Linked DNA regions of Mus musculus: regions 1 and 3 are each linked to region 2. A link is a contact called in public Hi-C and HiChIP or PLAC-seq data. All regions are on one chromosome and are shown on one strand. Each heading gives the region's core, a stretch centred on a gene start, on an enhancer-like site or on the middle of the called end of the contact. The rest is flanking DNA. Distances are from core to core; before and after follow the strand shown.

Region 1 (2,904 bases), core at 290-2,789, 220 kb after region 2:
TACATACTAACATATGTGTCTGCAGAGATACGGCAGGTCCACAGATAAAGTAACTTGGACTGTTGACATATCAGCAGGGTTGCAACTTTATTATGAAACTGACATTCTCGGTGTTGTCTCCATTGTCCCAGTGAAGGCTCTGTCTTTATAACACAGTTCTCAATCCTCGAGTGTGTGTGTGTGTGTGTGTGTGTGTGTGTGTGTGTGTGTTGCTGGGGGTGGGGGGTGGGGTGGATATTAGAAATACAAACAACACAAAATAGCAGAGGGGCCAAAATTACCCAAAATTGCACAGACAGTTCAAAACAAATGGAGGGACAGCCTGCTGGTTTTTTTTTTTATTTGATATCTGGATCCAGATGTATTATGTCCATCTCAGTCTGGCCTTGAGCTCACGGAGATGAGATTGTCCTGCCTCAGCCTCCCCAAGTGCTAGAATTACAGGTGTATGCTGTCGAGCCCGGCTCAGAAAAGCATTTTCCAATTTTCATTTTTATCTTTTCATGTGTAAAGATATTTTGCCTGGAGGTGTGTCTGTGCATCGTGTATGTGCCTAGTGTTCTCAAAAGCCAGAAAAAAAGCAGAACTAGCATTACAGTTGTGAGTCACTATGTGGGTGCTGGGAACCAAATCAGGGTTCTCTGCAGGAACAGCGAGTGCTCTTAACTGCTGAGTCATCTCTCCAGCCTAGGAAAGCATTTTCCATGAGGGTGAATTCAGGAAGGGTCTGGTCTCCTGAGCAGCAGGGAGTAATAAAACTAAACAAAAATGCCTAAATTGCAACAGTTGCCAGTTCCTGGGGTTAAATGGCTTCCTTTTTTGTCAACTTGACACAAGCTAGGGTTATCTGGGAAGACAGACCTCAACTGAGAAATTGCTGCTATCAGATTTTCCTTGGAGGCAAGCCTGTGGAGCATTTCCTTACGGACTGATGTCGGCAGGCAGTATACTCCTAGGTGGGTGGGTCCTGAATTGTATGAGAAAGCCAAGTGAGCGAGCTGGTAAGCAGTATTCTTCCATGGTCTTCGCTTGGGTCTTGCCTTGAGTTCCTGCCCTGACTTCCCTTTGTAATAAAGCACAGCCAGAGCAACTTGCTTCTGTCAGTGTTTCATGGCAGCAACGGGCAGCAAACTAGGATACATAGTAAATATACACACCATAGCCAGGTCAGGCTGAGCCACCAGCATGGCTACTCAGAAAGTGTGTGGGACTGGGGAGGGGGACAGAAGGGGACGGGGTGGGGGATGGGATGGGATGAAGCTTGCTTATTTCGTTTGCTAATTTAATTGTAAGTTGGTAAGATTTGGCTTTTAATGACTGTTTCACAAGTCGTTGACACAGTTCCTGAAAGTCTCTGCCATCCGCTCTGCTGAGGACGGAGCCAGCTCTGCTCAGTGGCCCTTCTGCACTGAGTTGGCAGTCACTCTGGCTGGGAGTGGTACCTAAACGACCTCATTAATCAATTTCTGGCAGTGTGTTGAAAGCCATTAGTTCTCCATATTTATTACACAGGATCGCCACCTAGTGACACTAGAGATCGGCTGGGTTCTGGAGGCTTGGGGGCTCTTTCTAGCCTAGCCTGGGTAATGGCAGTTGTGTTGTGACTGGCTGTGCTCTGTGATGCTTCCAGGTCCCTAGACTGCTAAACCCAGGCGTCAGTCAGCTCTTCATCTGCATAGATTCCTTACTGCACACTGAATTCAAGTATAGACCCTGTCTTAAAACCGTAATGAACAATAAAAGAGAGGCAGGTGTTTGAGCAGTTCCCCTGCTTCTTGGGACACGTTCAGCAGCTCCCAGCATACAAGGCCTGGGCCTTTCCAAGGTTCAACTATGCATTGTATAACCCTTGCCCTACCAACTGATTCAAGAGAAGCTTTATGGAGATAGAATCAATCCATTTGAAATGCCCAGTATTATAATTTTAGTGTATTGACAAAGTTGTGCACAATGGCCATAATCTAATTTTAGAATTCTTCCCTCCTCATAAAACCTTCCGACACACAAGGCATAACTTTAATCCCAGCCCTCTGGAGGCAAGTGGATCGAGGCTAGCCTTGTCTACAGAATGAGTTTCAGGGCAGCCAGGGATACATACACACATGAAAAAAAGAAAGAAAGAAAGAAAGAAAGAAAGGAAGAAAGAAAGAAAGAAAGAAAGAAAGAAAGAAAGAAAGAGAAAGAGAGAGAGAAAGAGGAAAAAAAGAAACTTTCCCCTCAACACTGTCCCACCTCACTAACAATCTACGTATCTATGTTGGCTGGTTATAGACATTTTATTTATAAAAACTCATTTATTATTAAGTATTATACTCATGTTATTAATGTGATCATTTTCTTAATTTCATTTTCTTTTTAGTTACACTTACTTATCAGTGTAGTGCATGGAGGGACCACAGCACATGTGTGGCAGTTAGAGAACACCTTTAGGGAATCCGTTCTCTCTTTTTACCATGTGGTGTGGGTCCTGAAGACTAAACTCAGGGCATTAGGCCTCGTGGCAAAGCACCTTCCCCCGCTGAGTCATCTCGCTCACCTCAGTCTCAGCTTTGAGTTTATCTTTGCTAATACTTGGACATAGAACCGATGGTGTGTGACTTTGATGTTGTTTGTTTGTTTGTTTGAAGTTGGTTATTTGAGACAATGTCTCATATAGCCCAGGCTGGCCGAGCCTTAAACTCACTATGTAGCCAAAGATGACCTTGAACTTCTGATCTTCCTGCCTCTACCTCCCCAGTGTTTTATTATGGATGATGGCCATGCACCACTTGGTTTATGCAGTGCTGGGACTTGAGCCCCAGATTTTATACATGCCAGGCATGTGCTCAGTCTACTGAGCCATACTATACCTCGAGCTCCCTAGGTACTGATGATCTTCTATCATCTTGTTGAGCTCCGTTGTGA
Region 2 (2,823 bases), core at 261-2,760:
ACACAGCTGGACTTCCTTGGAGAAGTGAGAGTGGCCCTGCCCTTCTCTAGGAATCCCTGCACACCCGAGGAGTCTAGTAGGGAGTCAGAGATTCACAGGCAGGAGTGTTGGTCAGGAGTGTTCCTTTATAGAAGAAACAGACTCTGCTGATAGGCATGGCCTGAGCCCAGCTCTCTCTGAATTCTAGAGTTTTAAAAAGATATAATTTCTCCTGAAATTATATGTAAGTGAAATTTTAAATTTGTAGCAAGTTGGGGTTTTTGTTTTGTTGTTGTTGTTGTGATGGTGATGGTGGTTGTGGTGGTGTGTGAGAGTGTCCGCGCACGTGTGTGTGTGTGTGTGTGTGTGTGTGTGTGTGTGTGTGTGTGCGTGTGTGTGTGTTATGTGTAGCCAATGATAATCTTGGAACTCCTGATCCTCTACCTCTACCTCACAAGTGCTGACATTGTGGGTGGGGTGCCACAGTGTAGGGGCCAGCAAAATGTCTGGGCAAATCGATTCTACAATTGAACTGGAGAGCTATAAATCTTTGAATGGCTAGGAGAACTTCTAAAAGAGACAACCTTGTGGAGAGTGTAGATATTCTAAATAGATACACTTGTGATCCTCCCTTTAGGTATCAGACTTATTGAATGGTCCCCAGGGAACTAATTCCTCACTCTCAGATGTCTCACCATAGTAGGAGGTGAAGGCTGGAGCCTGCTACCAGGCAGAGGAGGAACTTGTCCCCCAGGATTGTCAGACTATGGTACAGGAGAGACAGGTGATGGGTTGGTGATGGGCGAGACCACACCTTCCTTGCCTGGGATGGCTTAGTTCTGCATTCTTCCTACTTTCCATTCAAGTTGAAGCCTCATGTAGGATGCTGGGGAAGGAGGTGGGGGAAGAGTGTCACGAGGTCCCTTTGTTCTTCCTCTGAATAAACACATCTCCCTTCTTAGCTTCTTACTGTTTCTGTCTTTTCAATTGGCACATTGAGGATGTGGAACTAGGCCTAGCTTGTTAGGGACGCCATGACCCTAACAGTCTTTGACCCTAACAGCTCTGGTAACAGTTTCAGTGAGCCTAGCCCAAAGATACATCACAGGTGTTTGTTAGTGACTTATACAAAGTCTACCCTGGAAGGACAGGAAGGATTGCAGGTTTCCAGAAACTGATGGAAGGAATCTCTTCACCATGGGGACTTTTCTTATTTTCCACTTCAGCCCCCACCAGCTGCCTTTTACCTCTTCTTGAAGAGAAACAGGTATTTAGACTTTGTTTCTTTGACTCTCATGAAAATCTGACCCATGGAAGTTTCTTCTGGACCTTGGGCTTTGTTTTGCACTTGACCTAACAGCAGTTTTCAACCTGTGAGTCTTGACCCCTGAGGGGGAGGTCAAGAGATCCCTTCACAGGAGTCACCTGAGACCACAGGAAAACACAGATATTTACATTACAATCCATAACACTGCAAAATTACAGTTCTGACATAGCAACAAAAGCGATGTTGTGGATGAGGTCGCCACAGCAGGAGGAACTGTATTCAAGAATAGGACCACTCGGGAGGTGAGAACCACTGACCTAGAGGCTCTCCTGAACTGTTTTGTTTCTTTAGACTATTTCAGCATGTGACAGGGAAAGTTGAAGTGTGTTGGTCTTTGGTGGCTGTACTGAGACACAGGGGTTCTGTTCAAACATTTAAGACTGAGAAACAAAAGTCCTGAGGAGAGCCAGGAGGATTGAGTTCGAAGCCATTTTCAGTTATTTGTCAAGTTTGTGGAGGCCAGCCTAGGCTTTTTGGTTTAAAAACAAGAAAACAACAACAACAACAACAAAACTGATCAGACATAGTGGCACAGGCCTTTGTTCCAAGCTCTTGAGGCAGAGGCGGAGGCGATGGGGGAGGGCTGCGGGGGCAATGTGGGGGGCAGGGGCGGGGGGGGGGGGCAGAGGCAGAGGCAGAGGCAGAGGCAGTCTCTGTGAGTTCAAGCTCAGCCTGCTCTTTTCTCTGATTGGATAAATGATCAAAAGACCTTACATAAAAGATAAAATAAAAACTAACAACAACAAAAAAAAAAAAACGGGATATTTTTGTGACACCAATCGTAGAAGACTTTCCTAAACAAATCTATATGTGCTTATGTGGACACAAGTGCAAGTGCCCACGGGGGTCAGAAGATGTGGGATCCCCTGGAACTGGACCTACAGGTGGCTGTGAGCCTGGAGTGTATAAACCTTGGGAAAAAATAATTCTGATTTTGACTCTGGAAAATAGCAAGGATTTTTATTGCGCATGACATCATGAAGCTAACAGACATGTGATAGGCCAGTTGTTTGCAACACCTATAACCAATGATGACTTCACATCCAGGCTGTATAAGGAACATTTACTGATTATCAGCATCAAAAACAAACAAAAGGGGACTAGAGAGATGGCTAGTTGGTTAAGGGTAGGTACTGCTCTTGGAAAGGACCCCAGTTTGGCTCCCAGTATCCAGAGTACCACCTGAGTTGTACCTTAGCTGCTGTTTTACTCTTAAGTGTACTCTTCTAGAAGATTCTCTTCTTGGCTAGTAAGGAGAATATTTACAGCAGCATTGTTTGCAGTAGATAATTCAAGAATACATAATTAGGAGGTGTCCTAGTTTCATTCCTGTTGCTGGAATGAAATCACCTGTCAGAAGCAACTTTGGGAAGGAAACAGTTTATTTGGCTCACAATTCCAGGTTACAGTTCATCGCTGCAGGAAAGTCACAGATGCAGGAACTTGAGACAGCTGGTTCTAACACACCCACAGTCAAGAGCAGAGAAAAACAAAAGCACCCACTCTGCCTGCCTGCT
Region 3 (3,009 bases), core at 427-2,926, 130 kb before region 2:
CCACAGGCCTCTCAGGGATCTCTGGACATTCAAATGGCATGTGGCCTTGGTGGGAAGCTAGGGCTTGCCTCGTAATGGCCATCCGGACTCTCTTCCTGCATCTGCCACCTTATCTCTATGACTTACAGGGGTGGTGTTGATAAGCACGCCCGGGAGAATGACAGACCACAGAGTTATGATATTTGAGAAGCAATGAGTGATAAACAAGCAAACATAGGTGTGTATGTGTACTAGTGGCTTTTCTTACCTCGGTGACAGAAAGAGAGGTTTGTTTGGGCTCCCAGTTTGGAAGGTACAGCTGTCACGGATGGGAAGACATAGTTGGCTGTGTTGGCTTCACCTGTCATTGTGGGAACTTGGGAACTCTCGTTCCTATCTTGGTGGATCCCAAGAGAACCTTGGGTCTGAACCAGAGGTAGATAACACCTTTCGTGCCATCCCCTAGAGACCCACTTCTGAGAGCTAGGCCACAGTGACAAAATGCCCCACAACCCTTCAGAACAGGGCTAGCTTATGGGGACATATGCTTAGACACTTGTGGAGGTGGGGAGCGGCACAGTTTATATTCAAACCAGAATAGTGTGAGAAGTACCAAAAGGAGCAAGGGCTCCTGTGACCCTGGGACCTAAATTGTCTCCATGGGAGAGTAGAGAGTCTGGAGGGCATCCAAGGAGAACTGGTACTGAGGCCCATACCTGACGGGCACAAGACAGCCCAGCAGACAGCTGGAGGGAAAGGATTGCCAGACCGCAGGCCTACCGACACTGCCTCACCTTCAAAGGCTCGTTTTTGTTTTTGTTTTGTGTTGATTTGTTTTTTTCTTTGTCCCCATGGGTACTTTTTTTTTTTTCCATTTTTTATTAGGTATTTCGCTCATTTACATTTGCAATGCTATACCAAAAGTCCCCCATAGCCACCCACCCCCTCTCCCCTACCCACCCACTCCCCTTTTATGGCCCTGGTGTTCCCCTGTACTGGGGCATATAAAGTTTGCGTGTCCAATGGGCCTCTCTTTCCAGTGATGGCCGACTAGGCCATCTTTTGATGCATATGCAGCTAGAGTCAAGAGCTCCAGGGTACTGGTTAGTTCATAATGTTGTTCCACCTATAGGGTTGCAGATCCCCATGGGTACTTTTGTTAGTTCCTGGTAATGGTCAGGTTCTTTCTGAACGCTGGACCTGCTCTTGAGCCAGTATCTCTCCGTCTGCCTCCTTTGAGCTGCTGGGTAGTTTGTACTTCCACTAGTGGCCTCTTGCCTAGGCTATAGGCAGGCATCTGTCTCTACCATTAAAGGTGAATTGTGTAAGGGAAGAAAGTGACTTGTAGAAAATGACAGAGCTCCATGTAATGGGTTCACCTCAGGCAATGCAGTGCACGTGTGTGTGTGTGTGTTTGTGTGTGTATGTGTGTGTTTGTGTGTCTATGTGCGCATATGCACATGTGTGTGTCTGCATGTGTGTGTGTGTGCACATGCATATGTGTGTGTGCACATGTATGTGTGTGTGTCTGTGTGTGCACATGCACGTATGATACTGGGGATCAAATCCAGGGCCTCTAAATGCTCTGTCTCTAAACTTCACCCTCAGCCCACAAATCAGCTTGGAAGTAGTCTTGCTGGCCTCATCCTCATTGCCTTGGGTGAAATGTGTAATTGTTTAAACGGATGTGCCCTGCCCAGCCCTGGAGGAAGAAAGGTTGAAATGCACTTCAGCCAGGTGTGGTGCCTTGTACATGCAGTCCCTGCATTCCAGAGGGTGAATCAGGATTGCTGGAATTTTTGAGGCATCAAGTTTCAGATGAATCTGGACTATAGTCTGAGACCCTACCTCAAATGAGAGAATGAACAAGCCCTGGACAGCCGACTCCATGGAGCAGCTTGCTGCCAAGGCAATGACCTGAGTTTAAACCCCAGGACTCACAGGGTGGAAAGGAAAAAAAGAAACCCACACGCATGCGACCAGTGATCTTGATAATCATGTCCATAGCAAAGAAAGCAAACAAATCGATCTTAATTGCCTTAAAAGATTTTATTTCCCCCGCTAGGAACTAGTTTCTTTTGGCCAAACTGAAAGAGCACCTTGTCTGCTGGTTAAGCAAGACACTGTCGTGGGCTCTAATTACTTTCCAGCTTGCAGGGAGGGTGACAGAAAGCGTATTGTGACCTGTGCTCAAGAAAATAAAGGCACGAGGCAAGCACTGAGCTGTTACAACACAGGTTGGGTGGAACATTTGATTAACTTGATTGCTGGTTCTCTGTGGGAGAAGAATAAGGAAGGAGAATGTGAAGAAAGAGAAGAAGGAAGAGGAGGAGGAGAAGAAACAGGAGAAGGACAAGGAGGAGGGGGAGGGAAACAGCTAGACAGTGCTGTTAGCAAAGGAAAACAGAAGTGCAACTGGAAGGGCCAGGTGAGGTGGCTCAGTGGTTAAGATTGCTGGCTCCTCTTCCAGAGGATGCAGGTTCGATTCCCAGCACCCACAGGGAGGCTCAGGGATCCATTGCCCTTCTCTGACCTCCTCCTGCACCAGGCACAAGTGGTACATGGATAGACATGCGAGTGAAACATTCATACACATGACAAAGGAAAATCTAAAAAAAACCAAAGTGCAACTGGGAGGTCAGGGGGCTGAAGGGAAACAGAAGGAAAGAGCAGGCAGGATAAAGGATGGGTTATGTGGGCCGGGTGGGGTGGGGTGAGGCAGGAAACCAACCAGGGGCAGGTACCAAAGTTTTCCAAGGGGGAAGCAGGAAGGATCACTGCGGGATGTTGACTGGAGCCAGAAAGCCTCTTGTTAGCTAGCACCCCATTTTTCATGCCTGTGAGTGAGACCTTGGTCTACTGTGTACTTTCCGAAAGGAAATAAATGAGGAACCCAATAATATCCAGGCTTGGAGCCCAGTGTCATTCCAGGAGACCCTCTGTGTGCCAAGCAGGATTAGTCACCTCTACAAGTGTGAGTTCTTGGACAGGGGCTAGATAGCTCAGGGCTAGATCACTTTCCTAGCTTTT

Evidence for each region. Hi-C and Micro-C count contacts between places; a contact is called where the count stands out from the background. HiChIP or PLAC-seq counts read pairs in DNA pulled down with a chosen protein or histone mark.
Region 1: a contact with region 2 is called in a Hi-C map of embryonic stem cells, with 2.1 times the contacts expected there. The contact joins two enhancer-like sites. A contact is called at or near these places in 2 of 15 datasets of contacts at CTCF or cohesin (large pre-B cells and pro-B cells), 9 of 484 Hi-C or Micro-C datasets (bone marrow-derived macrophages, embryonic stem cells and pre-B cells) and 3 of 115 datasets of contacts at active chromatin or transcription factors (all in embryonic stem cells).
Region 3: an H3K27ac HiChIP or PLAC-seq map of embryonic stem cells shows a contact between it and region 2, with 5 read pairs. The contact joins two enhancer-like sites. A contact is called at or near these places in 1 of 39 promoter capture datasets (macrophages), 2 of 484 Hi-C or Micro-C datasets (liver and nephron progenitors), 3 of 115 datasets of contacts at active chromatin or transcription factors (embryonic stem cells and pancreatic cancer cells) and 2 of 9 other capture datasets (adipose tissue and liver).

The regions. Positions count from the first base shown.
Region 1 is chr9:70,391,227-70,394,130 of GRCm38.p6, forward strand. The region is part of intron 26 of Myo1e (myosin IE); the gene reads left to right. Among named protein-coding and RNA genes, the nearest start is that of Mir5626, 13 kb to the right of the region's middle. Within about 2 kb of position 1,540, at least 28 of the 459 cell types and tissues checked have an H3K27ac peak or open chromatin away from gene starts, as enhancers often do. A contact at or near this core is called in embryonic stem cells, where this site is marked.
Region 2 is chr9:70,175,636-70,178,458 of GRCm38.p6, forward strand. No RefSeq gene overlaps it. Among named protein-coding and RNA genes, the nearest start is that of Gm39476, 17 kb to the left of the region's middle. Within about 2 kb of position 1,511, at least 2 of the 459 cell types and tissues checked have an H3K27ac peak or open chromatin away from gene starts, as enhancers often do. A contact at or near this core is called in embryonic stem cells, where this site is marked.
Region 3 is chr9:70,046,320-70,049,328 of GRCm38.p6, forward strand. No RefSeq gene overlaps it. Among named protein-coding and RNA genes, the nearest start is that of Gcnt3, 9.7 kb to the left of the region's middle. Within about 2 kb of position 1,677, at least 74 of the 459 cell types and tissues checked have an H3K27ac peak or open chromatin away from gene starts, as enhancers often do. A contact at or near this core is called in embryonic stem cells, where this site is marked.